2 separate regions of the Bombyx mori genome follow, and region 2 is linked to region 1. The links are chromatin contacts, called in public Hi-C maps. All regions are on one chromosome and are shown on one strand. Each heading gives the region's core, a stretch centred on a gene start, on an enhancer-like site or on the middle of the called end of the contact. The rest is flanking DNA. Distances are from core to core; before and after follow the strand shown. Region 1 has its middle 7.6 kb from the start of LOC101744381. Region 2 overlaps LOC101744670 (exosome complex exonuclease RRP44).

What was found. Hi-C and Micro-C count contacts between places; a contact is called where the count stands out from the background.
Region 2: a Hi-C map of middle silk gland shows a contact between it and region 1, with 8 times the contacts expected there. The contact joins two enhancer-like sites. A contact is called at or near these places in 4 of 7 Hi-C or Micro-C datasets (middle silk gland, midgut, posterior silk gland and 1 more).

The regions. Positions count from the first base shown.
Region 1 is chr9:10,826,275-10,832,639 of ASM3026992v2, reverse strand. No RefSeq gene overlaps it. Among protein-coding and RNA genes, the nearest start is that of LOC101744381, 7.6 kb to the left of the region's middle. Within about 2 kb of position 1,624, at least 6 of the 8 cell types and tissues checked have open chromatin away from gene starts, as enhancers often do.
Region 2 is chr9:11,143,095-11,149,303 of ASM3026992v2, reverse strand. It overlaps LOC101744670 (exosome complex exonuclease RRP44), which reads right to left. Exons shown (of 15, transcript XM_038013090.2): 14 at 4,531-4,671; 15 at 3,920-4,253. The coding sequence ends at 3,972. It overlaps LOC101744812, which reads left to right. Exons shown (of 9, transcript XM_038013092.2): 5 at 39-572; 6 at 654-995; 7 at 1,395-1,635; 8 at 2,047-2,346; 9 at 3,152-3,948. The coding sequence ends at 3,474. Among protein-coding and RNA genes, the nearest start is that of LOC101744812, 15 kb to the left of the region's middle. Within about 2 kb of position 3,438, at least 8 of the 8 cell types and tissues checked have open chromatin away from gene starts, as enhancers often do.

The sequences.
Region 1 (6,365 bases), core at 375-2,874:
AGCTGAAGGCGTCTAATGCAAAGGTTAATCACAATATAATGTACGCAGCAGCGTCAGATAATGATTTCTCGAATGCAGGTTCTACTCTGTTTCGATATAAAGTTAATGGACCACATGTTCGAAACTGTGTACCAGAGATTTGAATGTATATAGATTTTATGACACAGCAAAAAAGAGAGTGATTTCAAGAAAATTATATTGGTTCCACTTAAGGCATGCCATGTCGTAGATAGCTGAAACATGAGTGTACGAGTAATATGAAAAATATCCAATATTGAACGCGCAACTTATATTTATTTTTAGCATATTTCATTTGCAATATGAAATTAGCTTATAAGCTATAGCGAGCGGGAAGGTCTTACACGGAGTTTTCGTAGACTTTAATCGAAATTTACTCTTGATTACTCCGGCTCCGTCCAGTATTGTTGAAATAAGCTTAAATATTTGAAGTTACCATTATTAAGTATCTTCACAATAAGCTTATAATACTACGTAGCAATATAGCAGTACAATATAGTACTACTACGTCCAAATATAAGCTTAGCTGAGTTTTAAAATATTCCTTTTTGCTGAGTCAATCGGTTTTACCTTGTTTGGGGGTTTTACAAAAGGGATACCAGACGCGTTAAATAAAATAAACAACATCAAAGTAGCCGTTACTTTGGGAGGACAATGTAACCGGATTATAGGCTTCGAATGTTAACTCTTCTTACAAAGCTACAATCTGCGAAATAGTACAAACCCAAACCTTCTGATTTTAAAAGTTCCTTGTGAGGATTTACTTTTTAAAACCCTAGTTTTAGGATATCGATTTATAATTTCAGACGCAGACTTTGGTCATGGTCAAAGTATGAATTTTATAAAATCGATTTTTTTTTTTGTTTTATTTTTCTTCTTCTCCTTCCCTTTGGGCTTGCAAGGTATATGTCGGCAATCGCAAAACGGAAATTGTCATATGGTCTTTTCTATTACTACATTAGGTATATTTTCTGTAGTACCGTTAAAGTGTAATTGTTTAGTGCAAAAACAATAAAAGAATTAGAATCAAAAGCGAAAATTTTAGTGGTTTATCGTTCGGTTTATTTTCGAAGCAGGTTTTTGTGAATATTTATGGTGAAAATCATGAGCAAGTCAACCCTCAAGTTCGTGTCGGATACCTTCTTGTAAATAATTTATTTGCTTATTTTATGCTTCAAGAACTCCTGACCTTTGAGAGGAACTTTCGTTGAGGGCTGCCTTAAAATATGTAAGGGTACCTTTAGTAACTTAATGAGCTTTTATAACGGAAGTCAAGTCTCAACGTCAGGTGTCAATTCTCATAATTGATATGATATCAATAAATTCACGATCCACCCGATGTTAAATGGTTTACTGGAACATCTATCACGTACGTATCACAACGAGAATTACCAAATCACAATAACATAAAAGCTCATTCTTTTTGTATTGCCTTTGTTATGCTTACGAGCTTTCGACCGTTGATGAGCGGTTATCCTTGCTCTTAGAAATCAGTACTAAAAAACTAGGTACCTACCCTCCCGCAAGCCTCGCTTGTAGAAGGATACGACGTCATGGCGCTCAGGTAACACCGAGGAATCAAGTCAAAATCTCAAGTGTATTGTATAACTATTGACTGAGCCCGGGAGGATGAGAGATAGCGGTATAGGCTTAGCTTACGCGCTACGATCAGTAGATAAAGTTGTTCAGTTTGACAAATATGGACCATTTTGTTCGTTATAATTTCGTAGCTATCAACACGCTGTAGACGCATTGCTCGATACTTTTTTTTATTTTTTTATTGCATAGATGGGTAGACGAGCTCACAGCCTACCTGATGTTAAATGGTTACCGGAGTCCATAGACATCCACAATGTTAATGCCGCCACCCACCTGGAGATATGAGTTCTAAGGTCACAGTATAGTTACAACTGTAGTCTAGACAACATTTTTGTTGAGTTCTTCAATTTCTGGATGACCTTTCGTAGGTCATGTACTTTTTAACGCCATTTAAAAAGAAATCAGGCTTATATAAGCGCTTACATGTGTTCTGTGGGCTCGTCGTCTACTTCGAGAGCAATAAATCCTAAGAAGCCTCATATTTTTAATTCAATACATTTTTTTTCTCCTTATTAATATGTAGTTGGTAGCATACAGAGCTATTCAAACTACGTGCGGCCGGCAATCCACAATAATAGTACATATTTTAAATACGAAAGCAACTGTCTTTCTCTCTCTGTCTTTCTTTTCTGTCTCTTTCTCGTTTAAATCACTGAATCGATTTTGACGAAACTCGGAATGGATATTGTTTGAATTCTTTGAATTATGTTTGAATTACTTTAAAATAATTATTTCTGAATACTTATCATTGCGTTATCGATGCACATTGCATTCCGATAGAGGCACCCGTCACGTGCGGACGTGCTCATCGTCCACTCGATCGCCCGGTCTTTGTTCGCCCGGCTTTTGTTAGCCCGGCCATTGTTCGCGCGGCCTGTGTTCGTGATACATCTGCCGACCAAGTGTGTTTCCTGGAAGCTTTTATTTGTTTTGTTTTAGTTATTTTTGTGTTCGTGGAACATTTGCCGACAAAGTGGTTTCCTGCAAGTATTTATTTGTTTTGTTTCTTTTCGTAATTTCTGTTTTGTTGTGCTTTTTCTTTGTCCTGTAGTAATCGCGCCGCATTGCCACCTGTGTTCAATAGAACCGCTCAGGTCCGAGAAGTTGGGGCCTCGCCGCAAGGCGAGTGTCTTCAAGACCCGGGGCCGCCCCACCTGGGTACTCAGCGATCATGGACGCTGTATTCGCGGAATTCCTCCGACTTCGCCACCCACAGCTCGCCTCAGAGTTTCTGGCCTTCAAGGCCAATCACACTGCGAGCCCTCTCGAGGACTCCGCCGCGCTCGCTGCTCCTGCGTCGCCTGTACCTGCGTGCAGAGCTTCTGCATTGAGCACCGCAGCCTCTGTCGTGCCTGCCGCTCCCGTGTCGCCTATACTGGCGAGAAAAGCTGCTGCGTCGTCCGCCGTGACCATCGTTTCAGCTGAGCGATCATCCGCGGCCTCCGTCGCGCCCTCTAAAACACCTACACTTGCTCGTAGGTCGCCTGCACCCGCCTCCTCGTGCTCCGACTCTGACTCGGACATGGAGGTCGACCTCGCCCCCGCCTCATCGACGGATGGATTCACCCTGGTACAGAAGGGTAAGAAGCGTGCCGCGGAGTCTCGAGCTCCCGCGGCCGCTAAAATTAGCAAAGCCGTGAACGCGTCGCGCCCACGCCCTCAGACTCCCGTTGCGCCCCCAGCCCGTGCCACTCCGTCGCCGCGTCCGGTGGCACAAAATAAAACCCAGACCCCTCCCCCGGTTATCCTTCAGGAGAAGGCAGCTTGGGATCGAGTTTGCCTAGCCCTTAAGGCCAAAAATATCAATTTCACGAATGCCCGTAACCTCGCGAACGGCATTCAAATTAAGGTTCAAACACCCGACGACCATAGGGCCCTCTCTTCTTACCTCCGTAAGGAGCGTATAAGTTTCCATACGTATACGCTCCAGGAGGAGCGCGAACTCCGCGTTGTAATACGCGGAATCCCTAAAGAGTTAGATGTAGAGCTCGTAAAAGCCGACCTGTTAGAACAAGGCCTACCAGTGAATTCTGTGCACCGTATGCACACCGGTCGCGGTAGGGAGCCATATAATATGGTTCTAGTCGCTCTCCAGCCTACCCCCGAGGGTAAGAAAATCTTTAACACACAGACCGTCTGTAGGCTCTCTGGTATCGCTGTCGAAGCCCCCCATAAAAAAGGCACTCCTAGCCAGTGCCATAACTGTCAATTGTACGGGCACTCTTCCCGTAACTGTCACGCGCGCCCCCGATGTGTTAAGTGTTTGGGCGATCACGCCACGGCCCTCTGCGCTCGCGACCAAAAAACCGCGACGGAACCGCCTAGCTGCGTCCTGTGTCGAACACAGGGTCACCCCGCGAATTACCGTGGTTGCCCCCGAGCCCCTAAAATAAATCGCCGCGTCGCCCGCCAAAACCGCCTCCGAGCTTCCGGCCCAGACATCAAAGCCTCGGCACCCTCTGCGTCGCAGGCTAAGCCAGCGTTCGTTCCGGCGGCGGTGCCCAGTGTCTCGGCCTGGGCAAAACCGCTGCCGTACACGAACACGGCTACAACTCCCTCCTCCGCGATTCGTCCCGCCCCCGCGACTCGTCCCTCTCCCGCGACTTGCCCTCCGACCGCGTCCGAAAATCTCGCTTTAGCGATCGACTTCTTTCAGTCGATCAACTTTGAGCGCGTTAACGCTTTGGGCGACGCCATTCGCGCTGCCTCCACTGCACAACACTTTATCGCCGTTGTGCAGGAATACGCCGACGTATACGCGTCATTAAATACGTACGTCCTCCCCTCACTCCGCCGGTAATCAATGGCGTATATAAGTAGAATAAAGCCCCTATCCGTAACGATAGGATTTTTTAACGCTTACGGTCTCGCAAATCAACGTGATCAGGTTTCTGACTTTTTGCGTGACCATCAAATTGATATCTTTTTAGTGCAGGAGACCCTACTTAAGCCCGCGCGCCGTGACCCTAAAATCGCGAACTATAACATGGTCAGGAACGACAGGCTCTCTGCCCGTGGTGGTGGTACCGTCATTTACTATAGAAGAGCCCTGCATTGCGTCCCGCTCGATGCTCCCGCGCTCGCTAATATCGAAGCATCAGTGTGCCGAATCTCACTGACGGGACACGCGCCGATCGTTATCGCGTCCGTTTATCTTCCACCGGATAAGATCGTTCTAAGCAGTGATATCGAGGCGCTGCTCGGTATGGGGAGCTCTGTCATTCTGGCGGGCGACCTAAATTGTAAACACATCAGGTGGAACTCACACACCACAACCCCGAATGGCAGGCGGCTTGACGCGTTAGTCGATGATCTCGCCTTCGATATCGTCGCTCCGCTAACCCCGACTCACTACCCGCTAAATATCGCGCATCGCCCGGATATACTCGACATAGCGTTATTAAAAAACGTAACTCTGCGCTTACACTCGATCGAAGTAGTTTCAGAGTTAGATTCAGACCACCGTCCCGTCGTTATGAAGCTCGGTCGCGCTCCCGATTCCGTTCCCGTCACGAGGACTGTGGTGGATTGGCACACGCTGGGCATCAGCCTGGCTGAATCTGATCCACCATCGCTCCCGTTCAACCCGGACTCAATCCCGTCTCCTCAGGATACCGCTGAAGCCATAGACATCTTAACGTCACACATCACCTCGACATTAGATAGGTCATCGAAACAAGTTGTAGCGGAGGACTTCCTTCACCGCTTCAAATTGTCCGACGATATTAGGGAACTCCTTAGAGCTAAGAACGCCTCGATACGCGCCTACGACAGGTATCCTACCGCGGAAAATCGTATTCGAATGCGTGCCCTACAACGCGACGTAAAGTCTCGCATCGCCGAAGTCCGAGATGCCAGATGGTCTGATTTCTTAGAAGGACTCGCGCCCTCCCAAAGGTTTTACTACCGCTTAGCTCGTACTCTCAAATCGGATACGGTAGTAACTATGCCCCCCCTCGTAGGCCCCTCAGGCCGACTCGCGGCGTTCGATGATGACGAAAAAGCAGAGCTGCTGGCCGATACATTGCAAACCCAGTGCACGCCCAGCACTCAATCCGTGGACCCTGTTCATGTAGAATTAGTAGACAGTGAGGTAGAACACAGAGCCTCCTTGCCACCATCGGATGCGTTACCACCCGTCACCCCGATAGAAGTTAAAGACTTGATCAAAGACCTACGTCCTCGCAAGGCTCCCGGTTCCGACTGTATATCTAACCGCGTTATTAAACTTCTACCCGTCCAACTCATCGTGATGTTGGCATCTATTTTCAATGCCGCTATGGCGAACTGTATCTTTCCCGCGGTGTGGAAAGAAGCGGACGTTATCGGCATACATAAACCCGGTAAACCAAAAAATCATCCGACGAGCTACCGCCCGATTAGCCTCCTCATGTCTCTAGGCAAACTGTATGAGCGTCTGCTCTACAAACGCCTCAGAGACTTCGTCTCATCCAAGGGCATTCTCATCGATGAACAATTCGGATTCCGTACAAACCACTCATGCGTTCAACAGGTGCACCGCCTCACGGAGCACATTCTTGTGGGGCTTAATCGACCAAAACCGTTATACACGGGAGCTCTCTTCTTCGACGTCGCAAAAGCGTTCGACAAAGTCTGGCACAATGGTTTGATTTTCAAACTATTCAACATGGGCGTGCCGGATAGTCTCGTGCTCATCATACGGGACTTCTTGTTGAACCGCTCTTTTCGATATCGAGTCGAGGGAACCCGCTCCTCCCCACGACCTC
Region 2 (6,209 bases), core at 2,189-4,688, 310 kb before region 1:
ATTGAATAAAACTTAATCTTAAAGTAATTTCATTCTAGGAATACATCAGTGACATCGTATCAAAATATTTCTCTCCAGACCAACCGCCCTGGCAATACATAATAATACCGTGTGCAGCTACAGAACCAAAATATTATATTTTAGTTCGCGTGCACCATCTGCTACTATCCGGCGCGAAGTCTATTAACATCGGAGATTTATTACTGGTCGAGCAATTGAAACAAACAGATAGAATGGCTCAAGAATATACACAACAAAGCCCTTTAACGAAATTATTTCCAACGCCTTCTGCCATACCTCAATTGTGGGAAAAGCTTCATGAAAATATGTCGAATACATGGAACGAATTCGTTTCTGAATACGACCCCGTCGAAAGCCCTCGTGCTTTGAAAAGCATGCCGGGTGCGTTCCACGTCGCCGGTCTGTTATTGATATCCAGCGTGAGCGCTTTGAGAGAACTCAACAAGAAATCGAATGGCAGAAACAGAGCCACTGATGGTCCGCTCACAGCAACTACTCTACTTGCAGCAGTGAGAAGAGAATGTAAAAGGAGAAGCTTAACTATAATTAAAGTATGTGTTTTAAAAAACTTGACGTAACCGAATTCAGCACCACAATACTATATTACATTCATGATTATAATAAAATTACAGGTTTTCTTGTCACCGCTAGTAACAGCAGACCCGAGAAAATGGCCTAAAAGAACATTTAAGACTATCACGACATCGACTGTTTTAATGTTGAAATTACCGTTTCGCGTTCGCGATGAAATTTTAGCTTTAAACGAACTAAAGAATACTGGTCACGTAAAACAGCCTAACACTTTAACGTGGAGGTACGGGGAATTAGCGCAGCTTTGCGTGAGAGCTACTAATGAAGCGTGGAATGGCTTACTAGAAATTTATAGGGCTCCAGCAAAATTGTGGACGGACACCATTAGAACGGACGATGGGAAGCGACACTTGTTACAAGCCGTTTCTCTGTGCGGACGGAAGGTAATTTATAATTTAGTTTTGCGGAAACTTCATCGTAAATTACTAAGTATAAGTCGGACCATCCGATGTCCTTGATCACGAAACTAAAGAATTAGGAGGAAACTCTTCTTTATTATTAGGAGATGCGATTAAATTGTTTCCCAAGCATTGTCTTAATTCTGTATTCGTCGTAATTCTGTCAAGTGTTAACATAAAGGTATGTGAGCTTTAATTAGGAAAAAGGATAATTCTAATGTCCTACCTCTCCCAGACCCAGGCCACTCTTTCGTTCGGGCGAAGAGGTTTATTTCAATGTACTCAAGTCTCCAAGCTATCGACCGAAAAACATCCGTTTTCGGTTCCATATTGGCTATTGACAATAACCCAAAAGTATTCCCAGTTAATTATGAGATTTTTCAGGTTATATCATGGTCTCGTCCCGTATCCCGAACCGCAATCGAACGCGTGGCTCGGGCGTTGGGCGTATCATCGACAGACGTCGTTTTGTTCGCCGCAACGGATGCCTTACGAGCATTCTTTGAACAAGCACACGGGGACCCGCCTGACATAGTACTCACAACAGCTAGGGCCGCTTCAGAAGATTTCCTATTCACTTTCGCGGAGGGCCAGGGGAAGATGTATAAAAAATCACAAACTGGTGGTGAGTGAAACTTTACGGGAATCAATAGCCTAAAAAGTAAATCTGTTTTATTGTACGACTAGCTGATGCGGCAGACTTCGTAGTGCCTCAATCGATAAATAAAAGACCTAAACTTTTGTATAAAATTAACTGAAAACAAACAAAAGAAATCCGTCCGACGGGGGACACATCAAAGGAAAAACAAAATTGTTATTTTTATTTAATTCCGAGCATTTTCATATTTATCTACCTTTTAAACCTGGATTTCTCTGGATTTCCACAAATAATTCAAGACCAAAATTAGCCAAATCGGTCCAGCGGTTCTCGAGTTTTAGCGAGATTAACGAACAACAATTCATTTTTATATACATATATATAGATTGTCGCTGCTCTGGTGATAAATTTATAGTGTACATTTCGATGATTTTCCAGGTATGGTCTGTCTGACCCTGCCTATAGGCGCGAGTCCACGTCGTATCGCCGCCGTAGTGGAACAAGCGTGCAATAGACAGCAGGCATTGGCCGGGGCCTGGGCGGCCCAGGCTCGATGCGGTGCATTAACTAGAGCTGTTCCTTCTCCTCTCGCACGATTAGCATTGAATATACTGTCAAGAAGATACGCAGTGTCTTATGCGGAAATCAACGCACCTCTCAATGCCAAACAACGGGCCACACTGTGGGGTCAGACTGTCGATCACGTTATCTATTGGCGCCCGCCTCAGGCCAATATCAGTAAGTTCTAGAACTTAAGCTTCGACGACGTAATGATAAACACCTAAATCAATTTTCTAGGTTGTGAGTGATGTTATAAATATTAACGGTCTTATTCATAATAAAGCTCTTAACAAAGGTATAACCGATATGAGTTAAAACTTCATCTAAGGTTGTCAATCATTCGAAAACTTTTTTTTATACCGTAATATGTAATTTTTTTTTAATGATTTATATTTATTATATATTGTTAATATTATTATATTTTAGTGAGCTATCGAAGCCTTATAAGCTCTTTTAACCCACAGACGAAACCCATTGGTTTCTCATGGGATCTACTCAATCCGTTAGAGCGTTCGATAGGAAGGAAATCAGCTTAGAAAGTCGAGAAAGGCTTGTGTCTGCCTATAATGGTATATACATGCAAGACTTAAAACGCAAAACAAAACAAAAAAACTTATTACATCAATTTCTTTTTTTATTTTAGTTATCGTAAATTTGGATATTGCTACTGCCGGGTAACAGCTACCCAACTATTCTTGATCTATTTAGTTTTCTTTATTATTTATTATTCATATATGTATTTTTTCAGAAAAAGGATATGATTTGATTAATTCCGTTTTGCTAAAGCAAAATTACCCTTTAAACAAGAAAGCGAACTCTTTTGCTATAGTAATAGGTATAATAGTGTTATAATAGTGTTAACTATACCTGAGACCTTAGAACTTAATACCAGGTGGGCTGTGAGCTCATCCACCTACCTAACCAATAAAAAATAAAAATAAAACCTCCGGATCGACTGATCAAAATAGTTCCTTTGTTGCAGGTATGTCACTAACAGTGATACAATACGGGGAGACGGTGAGGCTGGCCGTGATGGCGGACGCGAGGCTGTCTCCGTCACATTCCGCCCCCACCACGCGATGGCCCGTCGCAGTCGAGCAACTAATCAATAAAGTCGATACGGAAATATCTCGCATAGCCACAACACTACAGCCCGACATCCCTACTGCGGTCGAAACTCGAGAAGCTGACGACACTTACGAGGCAGAAACGTCGCGTGACGTCACCAGCTCGAGCGGACTGAGGCCGCCGGTTTTGACAGCTGTCAGTCCGCCGCCATTGCGACGCAGAATGACGCACCACTGACGAATTCGTAACAATTGCGACGATGCAGTGCAATATACACTAGTCGACCGAAGCAAGTTTTAAGTTGCGAGGGAAAGAGTGAGGCAACTTTTTAATGTAATGTAATGTAATGTGGGACTGAACGAATATGACTATGATCTTAAGAGAAATGAGATTCAAATATTTTCAAATTCTAAATACTGTATACGAGCAATATTAAAATCAATAATGTATTGAACGATACATAATTTTGACAAAACAGAAGACTGATGATATTTTCTTTTTAACAAATAAAGAAATCAATTAAAATATGCATTATTAAGGATAACTCATAGAGCTGAATCATGCTAATAGGTTCACCTAAAAAAAGTACTACGTTAACGTAAAAAATACAGTGGAAAATTGTGAACCAACTTTTTTTGAAGTCGGTTAAAAAATAAATTTCAATAATACAAAATGCACAGGATTCACAATATAAAATACCATATTTTATTACATTTTGTATTTTATTTCACACCTCATTTCCTTCTGGATTTCCTCTTTTTACTGGGTTTCGGGGCAGCGGCGGCTGGGATCTCTCTCTTCTTGTGAGTCTTTTCCGAGCTTGGCGCTGCGGTGTCTGCGACGTCGTCGACTTCCATGTTCCCCGCGTCCGGCACGTAGCTGAAGCCGGGCACGTGCGGCTCGACCAGCTCGAACACGAGCTTCCTGTGCTGAAGATTCGAGCTGTCCAAGCTGAGACGGACCGTTAGCTCGTCGAACGTTTTCAGCACGACGTCCCCGCATTTCTGAACGTGTTCCTGCGAAAATGCGAATGCGAATGTTAGTGTTGATTCCGGTGTCGTACTAGAGTATTTTTTATTATTATTTCTGAATACAATATTTTGACAAACGACATGGCGCCACTAGTGTGAACTTGTGTGAGAAAAATGTACTGTTAAAAAAAGGTGATTTCCCGTAACCACTTATGGGCGGACGGCTCATTTATAGATCTATATACATGTAACATAAAATACATTTCACCAGATCTCACATCATTGACAATGACAATAACAGCTCAGTTTCTTTTCTACGCACCTCTTCATTATACGTGAATTTTTCAGATGGTAAATACAGAGGTCCTTCCAGTCCATATTTAGGTATCAATACTTGCAGGGCGTTCCGCTTCACAGCCAGTACAACTGCAGACTCTATTTCTACTCTGTTCTTGAATAAAATCTGAAAGATATTAACAAAATAATTCATATATTTCATTTAAAAAAAATATTTATTTCTTCTTTGATTTGTGTCATGCTTTCTTCTTAAGACAAACAAACATCTAATATATAAAATTCTCGTGTCACAGTTTTCGTTGCCATACTCCTCCGAAACGGCTTGACCGATTTTGATGAAATTTTTTGTGCTTATCCGGTATCTATGAGAATCGGCCAACATCTATTTTTCATCTCCCTAAATGTTAGGGGTAGTCCAACCCTAAATTTTTTTTTTTAATTTTTAGACAAAAATTTTAATTACAATTTTTTTATGATACAACATACAAAAATACATACAATCCTCAATTTTCACCCTTCTACGATTAACCCTTATTTTTTAATAGCCATTTTAGTAATTTAATAATTTTTCCTCTCCGGTCGAAAACTGATCAATCGTCATTTAATTAGTTATCCCCGCCAGATGTCTACAGGTGTCACTTCTCACCCTGTAAACAGCACGGAGTAGGGATGTTACCTCTACAGTTTTCGGCTATTATTAGTGTTTATGCTTCAAGCGTAGTAGTTAAACGTTTTTAGTTCATCGCCTTGCATGTCAGATGGAAAATCTACAAAAAAAATCCCTAAAGATTTCACTAACGATAATATCACAAATGTCGACGGATATCCAATATATCGTCGAAGGAATACAGATTATGCGGACAATCATTTATTAAAAACATCAGCAACACAGACATTGATATTGACAATCGTTGGGTCGTGCCATATTCGCCCCTGCTGAGCAAAACATACAATGTTCATACTAATGTTGAGTTCTGCAGTTTTGTGAAGAGCATCAAATACATTTGCAAGTATGTCCACAAAGGCAGTGACATGGCGGTATTTAGAGTGGAAAATATGAATGTACCATGGCACACAAACATTCGCTTGAGGCCTTGAACAGGACATTGAAAGATATTAAAAACAACGACAAACTATTTGGTGGCACTCTGTTAGTCCTTTCAGGTGAATGATGAAATCAACGCCTGCTTAAAATCATCTACATTGTGGCGTAATGTTGAAATAGTACAGCTGAAAGTAAATATGCGCGTTCAAATGCTTCAAGATCCATCCGCTGAAAAATTTTCAAAACAACTCTTAGATATCGGCGATGGAAAAGTCACTATAGCTGAAACTGGATACATAAAATTAGCGAATGATTTCTGCACTATCATTGATTCGCAAAATGCTCTCATTGAACAAATATTTCCCGATGTACACACGAATTACATAAATCTCGAGTGGTTTGCAGAAAGAGCAATGTTAGCTGCAAAAGATGTGGATGTTGACATTTTAAATCTGAAGATACAACAGTTATTGCCAGGGGACTTGGTATCATATAAATCTATTGATACAGTTTGCGATGACACTGAAGCTGTAAATTTTCCAACAGAGTTTTTGAACTCACTGGATTTGCCAGGCATGCCACCACATAATTTACAATTGAAGGTTGGATCTCCAATTATTTTGCTTCGTAATTTGAACCCGCCACGGCTATGCAACGGT